Regions from separate parts of the Drosophila melanogaster genome. Here region 2 is linked to region 1. Evidence: chromatin contacts called from public Hi-C data. All regions are on one chromosome and are shown on one strand. Each heading gives the region's core, a stretch centred on a gene start, on an enhancer-like site or on the middle of the called end of the contact. The rest is flanking DNA. Distances are from core to core; before and after follow the strand shown.

Evidence for each region. Hi-C and Micro-C count contacts between places; a contact is called where the count stands out from the background.
Region 2: a Hi-C map of the Kc167 cell line shows a contact between it and region 1, with 2.8 times the contacts expected there. The contact joins the promoter of jumu here to the promoter of knk in region 1. A contact is called at or near these places in 2 of 107 Hi-C or Micro-C datasets (the Clone 8 cell line and the Kc167 cell line) and 1 of 6 datasets of contacts at active chromatin or transcription factors (the Kc167 cell line).

What each region holds. Positions count from the first base shown.
Region 1 is chr3R:10,123,284-10,130,538 of dm6, forward strand. It overlaps knk (knickkopf), which reads right to left and starts at 2,381. Exons shown (of 6, transcript NM_141724.4): 1 at 1,846-2,381; 2 at 1,259-1,481; 3 at 837-1,184; 4 at 211-764; 5 at 1-148. The coding sequence starts at 1,936. tws (twins) reads right to left here. Exons shown (of 5, transcript NM_057532.4): 3 at 6,212-6,363; 4 at 5,347-6,150; 5 at 4,361-5,232. The coding sequence ends at 4,864. It also overlaps asRNA:CR46038.
Region 2 is chr3R:10,346,684-10,353,691 of dm6, forward strand. It overlaps jumu (jumeau), which reads left to right and starts at 3,499. Exons shown (of 3, transcript NM_079578.3): 1 at 3,499-3,904. The coding sequence starts at 3,845. CG31406 reads left to right here and starts at 2,078. Exons shown (of 5, transcript NM_169341.3): 1 at 2,078-2,434; 2 at 2,497-2,799; 3 at 2,862-2,924; 4 at 2,985-3,056; 5 at 3,113-3,327. The coding sequence starts at 2,237. The coding sequence ends at 3,226.

The DNA of each region.
Region 1 (7,255 bases), core at 1,131-3,630:
ACCGGTTCTGTGGTGTTAAAATCTATCACTATATCGCTCTTGGGATAGTAAGTGTGAAAGGCGGGCTCGTTGTTGGAGTCCAATGGGCCAAATGCCCAGATCACGTAGTTGCTGCGGTCTAGGAAGATCTCCTTATCGCCATCATCGGCTAAAATGTGAAAGAGCTGCATCAGTAAGCAAAAGGCATACCACTTATGATAACCAACTCACATGACTTGAGCGTCCGCCTAAAACTGATCGTATTAATGCCATCCTTGCGACTATACGTATTCAACTGGAAGCTGTCCAATCCACCAACCACATCGTCACGGCAAACTCCTTTGTTTTGACCCAAAACCTGAACGCACGGCGCTAACGAAGTGATATTGTAGTCCACGGTGTAGCCTCTGATGTCGTCTATATAGGCCACCACGACATCGGAGCCAATCATCTGGCTGGATACATCAGATCCGGATATGCCGAAAGACATATAATCGTTGCCGCCCACCTGACCGGATAGTTGAAACGTGATCTGCGGCCCGAAAACCTCCCAGGACACCTGCATATCCTTGTGTAGTTGCCGGCAATTGGGCAGCGAGAATTCGAATGGTGTAACTTTCACTAGGGAAGGTGGAACATTAAGTTTATCGTTGAACAGAACATGACCATAGTTCTCGTTGTCAGCCACATCGTATACACTGATCCAATCGATGTCAAAGATAGTCTTATCTCCTGGCAGTTCCAGTTCTATGGTCTCCTTGTTGTACTGTCTTATAGGATCAAGGCTAAATGATTTATGATGAATTGTTTAAATGGGTTTGTGATTAAATTTTTTTTAAATCCCTAGAGAAACTTACTATCCTCGCTCATCTGGCAGCTTGCTTCCTCGACTCGATGGCTGTGGCCCGACTCCTGTCCAGAAAAATGTCCTCTTGCCACGCCCATCGTAGGTAAAGTCCTTGATGCGAATGGTCTTTGAGTCCAAGATCTCAACACTGCTGCTGCTCACATTGTGACTGCGCTTGGAGAAGGTTCCGCCCAATTGGCTCATCGGTGGATCGAACTCCTCGGGTATATAAACGTCGCCAAAGTTGTTTTGACTGCTCAGATCGTAAACCGCCAGCCATTTAATCTCAGTTATCTTCTTTCGATCCGGCAGCGTCAGCGTGAAATCCTTGTTGTGATAGCGATCCAGAATGTTGGTTCTACGGTTGGCATTTCCATCATATATTCATTTCAATTTATTCTCCATAGGAATAATATATATTTTGACACTTACTTGCCATACTCATCGGGCACAATGAATCCCTGCGGTCCCGGCCGATTACTAGCGCCCGACCAGAAAAACGTATCCGCCCCGTTGCCATCGTAGTTAAAGCCCACAATCAGAAAGGTGTACTCATTCACAGCGTACACATCGCCGGACACTTGATGATGGTAGGAGTTCAGTTTCCCCAGATATTTTCCCCGGTACGGACCATCTTCTTCTTCGTTCTGGGCCGCTATTTAGATAAGTTAAAGTTAAGCTAAGAAAATTTGAAGCCGGCAAAAAAAAAAACATTGAAAACAAATCGCAAACGAAAGACTATGACAACAAACTTGTTTTTTTTTTTTTGGATTTTCGCTCTGACTAATAAGCCAACAATTTGGCTTCTGATTTACTGCCACTGGGCCAGGTGGCGCCCCCTGGCGGGAGCTCTGAGCGACCAATCCAAGACTAGACCAGTTTCTCTAGTTTTACACGAAAGTGAATTTGTTTTTTGCCCCGTCTGGAGCGTAACGCCAGTAAAAATTTCTCTTTCCTTTGCAGTTTGCCTCGGTTTTCTTTGTTATTGTTAAGTGTGCAATGTAGTCTAGTTAACTCACAGGCGGCGGGGCAAAGCAGGAAAATCGTTAAAATAACCAGTAATAAATGGTGCTGCAATCGCAGACAAAGAACTCTGCTGCTCAATGCCATCTTAATTCCCTCCTTTGTTATCCCGGTCTGGTTTATTTCACTCCCACTTCCTAAGCCACGTTTTAATTTTTTTTTTTAATTTTTGAATCGATTTTATGCTTATGAATTCTTATTCACGCTGCAGCATTTTGCATTTTGGGTTTTTTCGCGGGTTCGCTTCGTCACTGAAGATGGTCAGATTTCCAAACAATACATAGATACGTCTGTTTAATATTAATTGAGAGCCAAGTAAATTATTTATAATTTTTCTTGCTTTTGCTTAAGGTCGTTTCGTCACTTGCATGCGTTTTCGCTGCTATTGTTGTTGTTTTGTTCACTTGGCCAAAACAGGTTTAGGCAGCAGTTCCGGCGTTTTTATATATATATTTTTACTTTTTCCAAAGCTCGCGCTTAAGGCCGAAATCAAAAACGAACCGCACTGTCCAAGCGATCTGAGTGAACTGAGACTTTAAGCCGCCGTTATTTCGTTTTGGGTTTCTTTCGGAGTTCCGACGTCTTGGTCTTGGCAATGTTAAGTGAGCACTGCTCTCCGAATCTTTCTCTCTTGAGCTGTGTGCATGCGTGATTGGCATTGAAATGGCCAAGAGTGGCCGTAACGGTAACTTGCTGCACACGGAATACGCGAGGTGTGCTTGAGAGATTCCAAAATAATACCACAAATACATTATACTACCTACGTGTGCACTGTAAATGATTTTTAAAGAATTCTTCGGAAAAGATCTATGATTATCTATTCATTGTGGCGCTATCAAGTAGAACAAATTAAGCCGCATATAATATATATTGCGATATTAATGTTGCTGACCCCATGAATAGTATTATATTTTTATATAACTTTTCTTGATCCGAGTTCTTATCAGGGTAAATGTAGCCATCTGAAACTGCCTGGGGCGAAATAAAACACACTTTCATTATTTTTCACAATTTTCTTGCTTGCAAAACTAAACTTTATCCTTAAGTTTGCCTTTATTAGATCTTTATTTTGAATAGCAATTCAATGTTTTTAAAACTAATCAATTGCAATTTGTCGTCTGTTTGCGTTTCTATTCAAACAGCAATTGCAACAGTTTCTCTACTCGACTGCTTTGGATTTTATTTCATTTAATGAATAATGTTTTCGTTTTAAGTTTTCTCTTTTTTGTGTTTGCGATTTTATTTACAAAAAGGCATGTCAAAGATATATGAATAAGGATGTGCGTTGCAAATAAAATTGAATAAGTGGGTCGTCGATCTAAAACATGAAATTTGCAACCAAAATATTTGTATCGAAGTTGTGGACAATTTGTATACGATTCACTGAGGATCTAGACCAATTTTCACGGATTTTCTTATTTTCTAAACAATTTAGGCTCTGCTATCTTCTATCCCGCTGCACTCTTCGTACTCGTATTACTATTTTATTGAAAATACAATATTAATAATATATCATTATTCTCATAAGAAGCACAATTTATGTTGTTTTAGTTTTTATTTCATCATTTTATGCGTTTACATTTCAGTGTTTTGAACATTTTTTGCCGTACATTTTTCAGAATTTTGTTGTTTAACATTTTCAGCGCATGGTTTATAATTTACTCTCATTTATCATTTATGGTTTGCGTTTTTATAATTTGTTTGTTTTGTTTTTTATTTGTTAACACTAGACACTAGATAACCTATAAAAATGGTTGTTTTGTTTATAGTTCTTTATGGAAAACATGACAATGAATACAAGAAACTTTACAAAACAGTAAACACGCTGGAAAAGTTGTTGACCGATGAAAAAGGGGGCGGGGCCAAGGGGCAAATAGACTATATGTGAGAATTGGTCTTGGACGCACGCACGCATAGTTGAACTAAAAGTAGCAATACTTAGCTTAAATGTAGCGTATAAAAATAGTATTTTCTTATTATTGTTTTTTTTTCTTGTTTCTCTCATTTCAGATAGACTTTCAATAAAACGAATTGAGAACACTAATTTGTATTTTAAACTTAGGCTGCGTTTTTTTTATATGTATATGTAGGTATCAATTAACTGCGATGCATACGTTATTAATGCATCTATTTTATACTTCTTCCGCGTTTGCCTCATCTCTTTGACTTCTGCTTTCTGGTCTAGCTAGCATTGGGTTCTTAGTGAATTTATTAAGTGTTTAAATGAGCATTTTAAATTGGTTTGACTGAGACAACTTCCGGCTGTTCGATTGCTGACGTTGCTGATGAGATTAAAAATGAGACACATAGTCGATCGACAAGCTCCGCGGCCTATCGTCTCTTTTTGCATGGAATGAACGTTGTCAAACGAATAAACAATCGGAAATTCGTGTTTAGTCTATATTTATAAAGTAGAGCAAACAGGGCGCATATGTTTCTTGACTTTTCATCGTAAACTTAACAAGCGAACAGAAAAAATGTTACAACATGCATTTTATGATTTTTTTTTTTATGTTGTATATTATTATCTTTTATTACAAATACTTCGGCGCTGGCGCTAATTATACAAAAAATTTCGGCGAAATCAATAGCTAACATAATATATTACTCTTATTGTGGGTTTTTGAATTGCGCTACATGAAATCAAATATACGCTTCACTATTTATAAATGTAATGTATAAAAATTTGTTTCCATCTCTTAAGTTTCTGGTATTGTTTCTCGTTATACGCATACAGCGCAGAAATACATTACAAAGCTTTTGCTATGGCATTATGTATGATGTAATTTGTTTGGGGGCGGGAAGGAGAACATGGATGGGGATAGGGATAAGGGTGGCCTGAGGTAATGGTGTTAGGCAAACAATTTGATTGCAAGTGAAATTTGAAAACTATTTTGAAGCAAACCGATTAATTTAACATAAGAATGAGGCGTGATCGTACTTCTTGGTGTTTCTGTAGATATAGTTGCTTGTGTGATTGTGGCGTATGGTGTGGTTCTTGTGAGGAGTGTTGGCTAAAATTTATCCTGAAATATGAAGAGGTTATTGGTCGCAGCCACGGCGATGATATTTTCTTCGGGGTGCCAGGCGGTGTGCAGGATCTTCTTGTTGAAATCTAGACAGTCCACGCTGATCTCATCCTTCTTTCGTTTGCCGCCAGTGCAAACTTTCCGTGGCTTAAGCACCGTTTTCGGTTTGATGATGTCCCTGGACGCCTCTAGCGTCACATCCTTTTTCGAGTTGCGATCGAAGACGCGGAAGAAGTTGTTGTAGCTTCCGGTCATTATTGAGCTGTCCTTGCCGTTCCAACAGCACTCGAACTTGTCGAAGATGCAGTCATTCTCGTACAGCGAGCACAGCTTGGCGCGCAGGTATTCATGAACCTGTAAAAAATAACAATGAAATTAGTATGGCTCTCAGAAAAAATCAGATGTGCTTCAAAAATTCTGCAGATACCTCTACCTTTGAGAAACACATTATTTTAAGTAATAACTAACCGGATAGGTCTCAATGGGCTTTGTTTCCATATGCAGATCCCACACTTTGATGCTCAAGTAATCCCTGGAGATCATGTAGCGACCCGAGTTGCTTAGCTTCACATCGCTGATGGAGCTGATTATTTCGCTGAAAAAGCTGCGATTCGTTGGATTCTCGGGCTCCTCGAACTGTTTGCTGTGCCGGTCGCATAGCGCCGCCGAACGCATATCACATAATCGTATTGTGCCCTTAGAGCTCGAGTAGACAAACACATTGCACTCGGTCGGATGGAATTCGGCCGCGGTGATCACCTCTGTTAGCTCCTCCATGTTGGTTGGCTTGATGTCGACAATGTTGTAGCTCTGGTTGACCACCTCCAAGTGCCACAGATTGATCCGCAGGTCGTCGGCCGACAAGAAGGTCTCCTGATCCGAATTAACGCTTATTGAATTGATGTGATAGGTGTGTGCATTGGCGAAGGTGCGCCGTGGGGAGGCCTCCACCAGCAGTGGTATCTGCTTCACGGATGGCACTCGGAGGGCCGTTACATTCTGTGGATCCCGGATCAGTCCGTTCTCCTCCTTCGTGTTGTAGCCGCCGAACGACTTGTCACGCTCACTGACCTTCCACAATTTGACTGTCTTGTCGTTGGTCGAGAGCAGAAAGTGCACGGGATTCTTTTGTTGCAGCCACCGGATCTTGTTTATCTTCTCCTCAATCTCCAGGGACTTGAGGTAGTCGAATTCGGGCTCGTGCGATTGGAATGTCGAATAGACATTGTATTCGCCGCGTCTCGGATTGGCGGCTTTTGAGGCAGGATCACGCTGCAATAGTTTCATGATATATTAAATAATGTTACGTTTGCATAAAATATATTTCACTCACCTGAAAGATGACGACGCGACCGCCCTTGTCACCAGTGGCCAGCAGCTCGCCATCGTGATTGAATTCCACGCAGGATATGATGTCTGCATCCGTGACATCATCGTCTAGGGCGCCTTTAATCTGTGAGAAGCACCAAGACGCCTCTCCATTACCTGAAAAGACAGAGCACGACCAAATGATGAGTATTCAATTTGACACTTTCGGCCAGCTGGAGTTCGATCCACTGAATGGCAATTCGATTGGACAACTAACTGAAAAGGCTAGCGGCTCATGAAACCAAGTGTAACGTTTGATTTGCTTCCGAGCCCATACATGTTCAAAGGAACATACATAGATGGTAAGCGGAAGGACAACCAACTATGACGACGGTATCCTCGGCCTGCCCAAATATTTGCTAATGACGCCATACTCGGCCTTCCGCGCCGGTCTGCCTGCCTTTAAAGTCCTTTAATCTCTTGGCCAAATATTCCTCTTTCCGTTTTCTTGTCTAGCTGCTTTCAGCCCACAACCACGCCCCTTTTCCATCGCTCTTTTTTTTTTTTTTTGCCATTCTCTCTCTCCGCACAGCCACTTTTAGCGATTGCGGTACGTTGTGTAAACGATGACGTTGCTGCTGTCCTCCTTATTCGAAAACCCCACTTTATACACTGATATTCCATAATGGGAGCATTTCATTTGGAAAATGAGTTTTCCTTTTCACTGACAGTGGGATGCATGATGGTGTTTATTTTTTAATTTATGAACATTTTTAATTTTTTAATCAATATCGAAGTAAACTGGTATTAAAAGCAATAATCTATAAATAAAATGCCTCCGGCATCATTATAAATTTCATGAAGATAATACATAAAATGTTTGTCATGCCCACTGTACTCCATTTCGTTTTGTATCTGCCATTTGCTTTTTGTTTTTTAGGCCCCCATGTCTGGGGGCTGTGTGCGAATTTTGGCAATTTTTTCATCATTCCCAAATATTCATTGGGCTTTGTTTGTTTGATTTCTTTGGCACAGCCCTTGCCCAGCCCAGTCCCATGTGCTGTGACCT
Region 2 (7,008 bases), core at 2,249-4,748, 220 kb after region 1:
TTTTGGTTAAAATACTGTTGCTCGTAATAATTAGGTTGGACTTGTTCGAATTCATGCGCGTCTTGGAATCTAATTTCGTCAATAGACATTTTAGTTTGTTCACTGTCCGATGGTCTTAGTCGTTTAGTAATCGGGAAGTTAGTATTTTTATATGTAGAGGGTTGTTGTAGTCGAGGGTATGTATTTCCTCTAAAATGCGTTGTTTGGGGAAATTGGGCTTTGTTGGGATATTGTTGGAAATGATTTTTTTGAATAATGGGTTGTGGGTTTATGTATTGGTTGGGTCTGAAATAATTAGGTGCGTGCCACATGGGTGGGTTGTTAGTTATCTGCTGTGTATAGCTAGGTCTAAATGGTTGAATGTATTGATTAAAATTAGGTTGGAAGGGTTGGGAATATTGTGAGTAACTTGGTCGATTTTGAGTTTGAACATTTGTATTGAATTTTTGTGTTTTCGAATTCCGGTTAGAATTTGAATTTTTATTACGATATTCTGGTTTTTCATAAAATTCAAAATTAATGTGTTCTTCATAAATTCCCTCATTTTGTGCAATGGTAATTAAGGATCTTAAGTCTGTAATATCGTGATGGGCTAAAATAGTGAATAATTGTATTGGTAGTTTCCTTATCAGTATCTTAATAGATTCTTTAATACCCTGAATATAAATAAGAAAATCCGATTGGTTACCTTCCAGGTGTAGTTTCGAAATTAGTAATTGACGTCGTCTCTCCGCTTCTTCGCAGAATGCTCTTAGGCTTCCTCTGTATGGTGTCTCCCTGAAGTTCTCCAGAAGTTTGTAGTTTGGTGTTTGAATTTTAAATTCCGCGATGAGTCTTGCTTTAAGGGTAGGCCAATCTTCGATGTTCGGAAGTCCCAAAGATCGTGTAATTTGTCCGTCCAAGTTCCTTTCGATGGCTCCCAGTAGAATCCTCTGTTGTCGGACATCATTTGTTTGGTAGAGCGAAATTACGTAATCCACTCTGCTGATAAAGGTGTGAAGGGTTTCTGGATCACCTTTGAATGGCATAATGTCTTTAAGCTGCCGACGGGCTTCGGCAAGGTTTATGTCGCTCAGCGCAATAATTGGTTGTGACATTTTTATTGTAAAATTTTTAACTTTTGTGTTTTATTTTTTTGTTTTGTTTCGGATTCAATGTTATTATTATTTTTAAGCTTTCTAGTTTCACTTGTTTGTTTTTTTGTTTTGTAAATTTTTGTGTTGTATTATTAAAATTCTATATTGTTTTAATTTTTTATTTTTATATGTTGGTTTTAAAACTTAGTTGCCTTTGGACTTAATATTTTTGTTTCGTATTTCACTTCCACTTATTATTGGATAACCGAATTGGAATTATAATCCAAGTTGAAGAGTTTTCACGAATTTATTTTGGGAGATGTTTCGAGCACTGGACTATAAAATTTAACTTATTTTCCACTCGAAGGTTCTTTTTTTTTCGGATACTTTTGTATCCTACCGACTGCGCCAGTAAAATTGTTGTTTTATTTATGAGTCGAACTAATGTCCCGTCAGTTGACTAAGGACAACGCCAAGAAATAAAAAATAGTTTTAGGAGAAATAGTTTCACGACTTTATTCTTTGGATCTCAGCTTAAGACTAAAAATCAAATGCAAATTGGATTGAGGAGAAGCCTCAGTATTTGAACAATATTTGTATTTCGGGAGAGCCTCGCTCTTGGGTTCTTAAGATTAGGTAGCGTTGAAAGAGGGCAGTCAAATCTGCTTAGGTCAGGCTTTAGGATGTTTACAAGAACGGCTGCGCTGCCAAAGATAAACGAATGCTGCGCAGCTGGGATACGTTATGGAAAATTACTAGAGTGCATTACTGATTTCTTTGAAATAATGGAAGTGGCTGGTTTGGACCACCCAAATACGTCACTATATATATATATATAATTTTTATAATTATAATATATAATATTATAATTTTTAATAAATGAACTGCAAGCTAAGGGCTTTATTTCCTGCGACTGAACTTAAGTGGTTATTATAAGTTTATTAAGTGGTTATATATCTTTGGGAAAAATATTTCAGATATTTTTAAATTTGTGACTTCGTGTTTGGAAGTAGCCTGGTTGTCTAGTGTCGCGCCACTAACCAAATAACCTATTTACCTTTTTACTGAAATTCCCACATCTTATTGCACTTCGCTTGAATCTACACCAAATTTCCATTATCTTGATTTTTTGAATTTTCTACGTTAGCTTTGAACCGAAAATGGTGGTTACTCGCAGTGCAGCTACGAAGAAGCAGAACCAAGTGCTGACCTTATCTGACCAGAACATCCTAGCAGAATCTTCGAGGACCAAAGGACCTCCTGTGCCCAAGAAGAATGTTAAGAAATTGCCGACTGCACGTCAGTGTGTCAAGGTGGCTGCAAATCTTCTAGACGCACAAGAACCTAACGAAAATGAAGTAAGAAATATCCAAAGATATATAAATATTTGTTCAAACATTACAAAATATAAAATATTTAGAACACAGGAACCCAAAGGAAGGATGGAAAGCAACTGGATTCCAAATTGAGTTCCACAGTCCAAAATACAGAAGCAGCGAGGTCCAAAGAAACTCCTGCACCCAAGAAGAATGTTAAGAAACTGCAGGCTGCACTTCCGTGCGCCGACGCGGCTGCAAATCTTTTGGAGGAACAAGCATCTAATGAAATGAATGAAGAAGGACCTCCTGTGCCCAAGAAAAATGTGAAGAAACTTCCGGCTGCACGTCAGTGTGTCAAGGTGGCTGCAAATCTTCTAGACGCACAAGAATCTATCGAAAATGAAGTAAGAAATATCCAAAGATATAAAAATATTTGTTCAAACATTACAAAATATAAAATATTTAGAAAACAGGAACAAAAAGGAAGGATGGGAAGCAACTGCAGGCACAAAATTCGAATGAAAATGAAGTAAGAAATATCAAAAGATATGCATATATTAAAATATTATAAAATATATAATATATTTAGAAAACAAGCACATTAAAGAAGGATAAAAAACTACTGGCTTCCAAAACTCCAGAAGCAGCGACAAACGATAATGTAAAATGAAGATACAGATACTAATAATATTAGTATTTATAAAATTCCAATTTTAGGCAAATCCAAATATGAAACCAAGCCTAAAGAAGTCGACAAGGGAGCACAAGTCCAAAAAGTGTAATGACATTCAAAAAGCTGGAAAAGATCACATCGAACATCAAGCCGAATAATTTGTATCACGTTGCGTTAATTGTTTTTGTTTTTAAAGTTCAAAATTGATTTTAGTTGCTTTTATAAGCAAAAATATAAATATAAATAATTAAGAATACCTAATAACAAAGAATGCCGAACAGTGAGGTTACCTTTTAAAAAGCCGTTACACGCAGGGTTCGTTTCCCGGCTAAATGGTTACCCGAGCTCCCAACCTGCCACTGGTTGCGGTGCCGTGTATTGTCAACGTTTTCCAAAAACGGAGGTACGGTCACTCCAGTCTCGGGCGCTCTCATTTTTCGTTCGAATTCTGACCGGGCGGGTTTATTTTATCATTGCTCCGCGACTTCGAATACGAGACCGGTGTTGTGCGCTCCTGATAACTGCGATATATTGAGCGCGAGCGCCATGTCCTTTTGCTGGAAGTAGAATTTGAAAAGTGCAGAGATCACGGCTTGGATTGCCAAGGAACAACGGTGTTGAGACTGAATATATTTTTTGTGCGCTGTTTCGAAATAGAACCGTTAATTGGAATTGGCAGTAAGAAGCAGAGAGGCGGACGATATTCCGGTGAAATCTTCGCCAGGCGGAAACATCGATCAAAACAAAGTGCATGCTAAAAACATAAAAGATTCAACATGTTCGAACTAGAGGATTATTCGAGCGGCATACATGAGGGATTCTTCAGCAAATATGCGGTGAGTTGAAACAAAAAAGGCGAGCTAAGCGAGAATAATAACTTTTCGCGAACATTTCGCCGGCCGGCCACACGCACCCATACACTCGCATGTGCCGAGACACAGACAGGCGCAATTTTTGAATTTAACGTTCGGTCTCCACGTTCCCCACACCCCAACTGTTCCCATACCGACATGAAGAGCAAAACCCACCACCAAGAACAGTTTGGCGGCGAAACTTTGGTTCCACTCGCCATCTCGCTCGCCCCTGCGGCCAAATATTCCCCGCCTCGCTCGCTCCAAAGCTGTGTTGTTGACTCGCCAATTCGCCCTCGCCGCGTTTAACGTTTGTGTGTGTGTGTGTCTGTGTTTACATTTGATCGTTAAACTTTGAAAAATTTCTTTTTCGCCCAAAAAATTGATGATTAATTACAACCGGAACAGCGGAGCGCCGATAAAAAATAATGGAAGTATAGTACCATTGCGTTTGAGGAAGTCTGCTGTTTATTTTGGGGGTTACTAACTCGGCTAGCCGCAGAATTCACCTCTGTTAAGCGACTGTTATTTGCACTTAATTGTGGACATCAATTCACTTTTCACGGGAGGGGATTGCCTGTATTATTCTACTTGTATTATTAAGACACTTGGAGTATTTTACTTTGGCGCACACAGCACAAGTCTTTCTTTTGTTGTAGCCATTCGCAATTATTTGGCTTATTTATTTTCTGTCACACACAGCGGCGGATGAAACAATAGCACACCTTATAATATATTATTTCTTGCAATTTATAAGGTTTAAGAATTTCTTATCTTCATTTTCAAAGAGTAACTCTATAATATAACACAGTATGAGAGGAGAAGGTACCAAAGATTTTTTTTTAACTAAAAGGATTATTTCTTCGGCATAAATTTACTTGTATAATGTTAGAGAGTTTCTCTGGTCGAGTATTCACTGTAGAGTTACGTTATCACATTCTACAGTTTAGCACAGGTTAATAAATTTGCAGTCCTATTTCCTTGGCCGCCAATATGCGCTGAGTACTTTAGTGTGTTTCTCCGCCGGTTCGCTGAGTTTTTCGTCTGGTGGCCTCTTCTTCGGCTTTTGCGTTTTAAACTTTTTGAAGGCCAAGCGTTCACCTCGAATCTCTCGGTTTTCATCTGTTTTAGTCACAGTCCAACCAAGTGGCTAATGATTTTGGGCCAGAAAGTGGGGGTATGGCTTTGAAGTTTGGGCTAAACTGACCGCCTAAATTGTCAGTCCGTCAGAGGAACTGACCTCCAGCAAAGTTTGCACATTTTCAATAGAAAATCAAACGAACGGACTTGGGAAAACACGTGCGCCTGTTACTTGCAACATGCAAAACTCCACACACGCACGCACGCACAATCTACAAGTGTTGCGAATTCCCAGTAAGCGTGTGCGTGTGCGAAGGGGAACAAAGAAAAGCAAACAAAATAAATCGTTTCATCTTGTACGCTTGTGTAAGTGCGAGAACAAAAGAAAACCAAAAAGCAACAGTCGACAATAATTCCCACATCAAAAGCTTTTCTCCCACCTTCTCCATCTCTTTCGCACTGTTCTCTTTCGTCTCCGAGGTTTCGGCAACCTTTGTTGCAGCAACATGGCAGCAAAGAAAGAAATTAGTGAAACAAAAATCAAAGCAAAAAGCCAACAAAGAACAACTTCAAAGTTCAACGCGCTTTCCACTGGGGCCTTTCAAATGGGGCGATTTCAGTGGGTGGCGGCACACCTACCCCAAAATGCGCAGTAGGTGGGAAAGAGATGGGCGCACAAGGATTGTGGGAGGACTGCCACTTGTCTGCATTTCGCTCTGCTGCCGAATATGAGCGCCCAGCTGTATGCCGCATAGATTTTCTCACGGCCCCAGCGCACACACACCCATACACATATTGGTACAAACACTAGTCTGGGGGCAGTTGCTATTACCCATATAAAACTTCAGAGCGCCTAAATCGTGTAATACCAAAAAGATACTTGAAACTATGCAAAGTAAGATATAGACTAATTTAAATACAACTTATTATGTGTCCACATGTCATTTGCATTTTGAAGAAATGCATTGGCTTCTCTCCCTTTCTTCTTTCTATAAGAAAATGTAAATCTCCATGAAGCCAACTGTTTGTTTGTATGGCAATTAAGTTAATGAACAAAGAAGTTATGGAGCTTGTGTAATTCGTAAAAATCGTAAGATGCCTCACCAAACCAACTAATTGCCCCAAAAAACCCTCACAGTCTCAGCAAATGGACTTCCAGGCTAAAAATAAACATTTGGCAAATCTGATTTCTTGAAACACATGCAGTTAATGAATGAAATAACCCGGAGAATCTGCCGATTTACTTCCCGCTAAACCGAGAGATTTGAAAACGATTTACGACCCTGGATCATCCTGTGTGTTTAAGGATGTTACTTTGCGTTGGGAATCGGTCGGCAATTCAGGCAAGCGACTTTTATTGCACCATAAAGTAATTTACAAATGGGCGCTCATGACCTCAGGGAAGATTCGTCCAGAAAGGTCCACGGAAATCGTTGGTTTTACCTGAGTGAGGGATTCCATTGCATTCCATTCCTTACCATCCTCCTCCCATCATTATTTACCATCTCTTCTTGTGTTTTCTCTGTGTGTCAGCAGAGTGATTTCCTTCGGAGGTGAAAGGCGGAGAAAGATGGAAAATATGTGCAACAAAAGAAACGAAGCAGATGCAGGAAATGCAGGAGAACACTTACAACCATCGCCAGTGACGAATCCTGCCGAGAAAGGACGAAAATACCCTCGTCGGCAGCTCCTTGGTTCGTTGCACAACTTGAAAAGGCCAACTGTAGGCAGCTGCAACAGAGCAGCAAAAACTTTTTATGGCCTACGGTGGGTTGTATGGGAGGGGGTGCTGAAATACGGGAGTGGTGGCGGTGTCTGTAAGCCTCGTCGAAGTTTTACTGACAACTTTTGCATTTTCCTTTAATCCCCCCGATAACCAAAAGCAGCTTGCTGTGAACTTTGCTCGCCTGTTTGATGCATTTTTATTTCGGCACATTTTTTCGAGAATTTTTTGGGGGGGCAGAAAAATGGGGAAAAGAAAAAAAATACAAAATAAAGTTGAGGTGTGG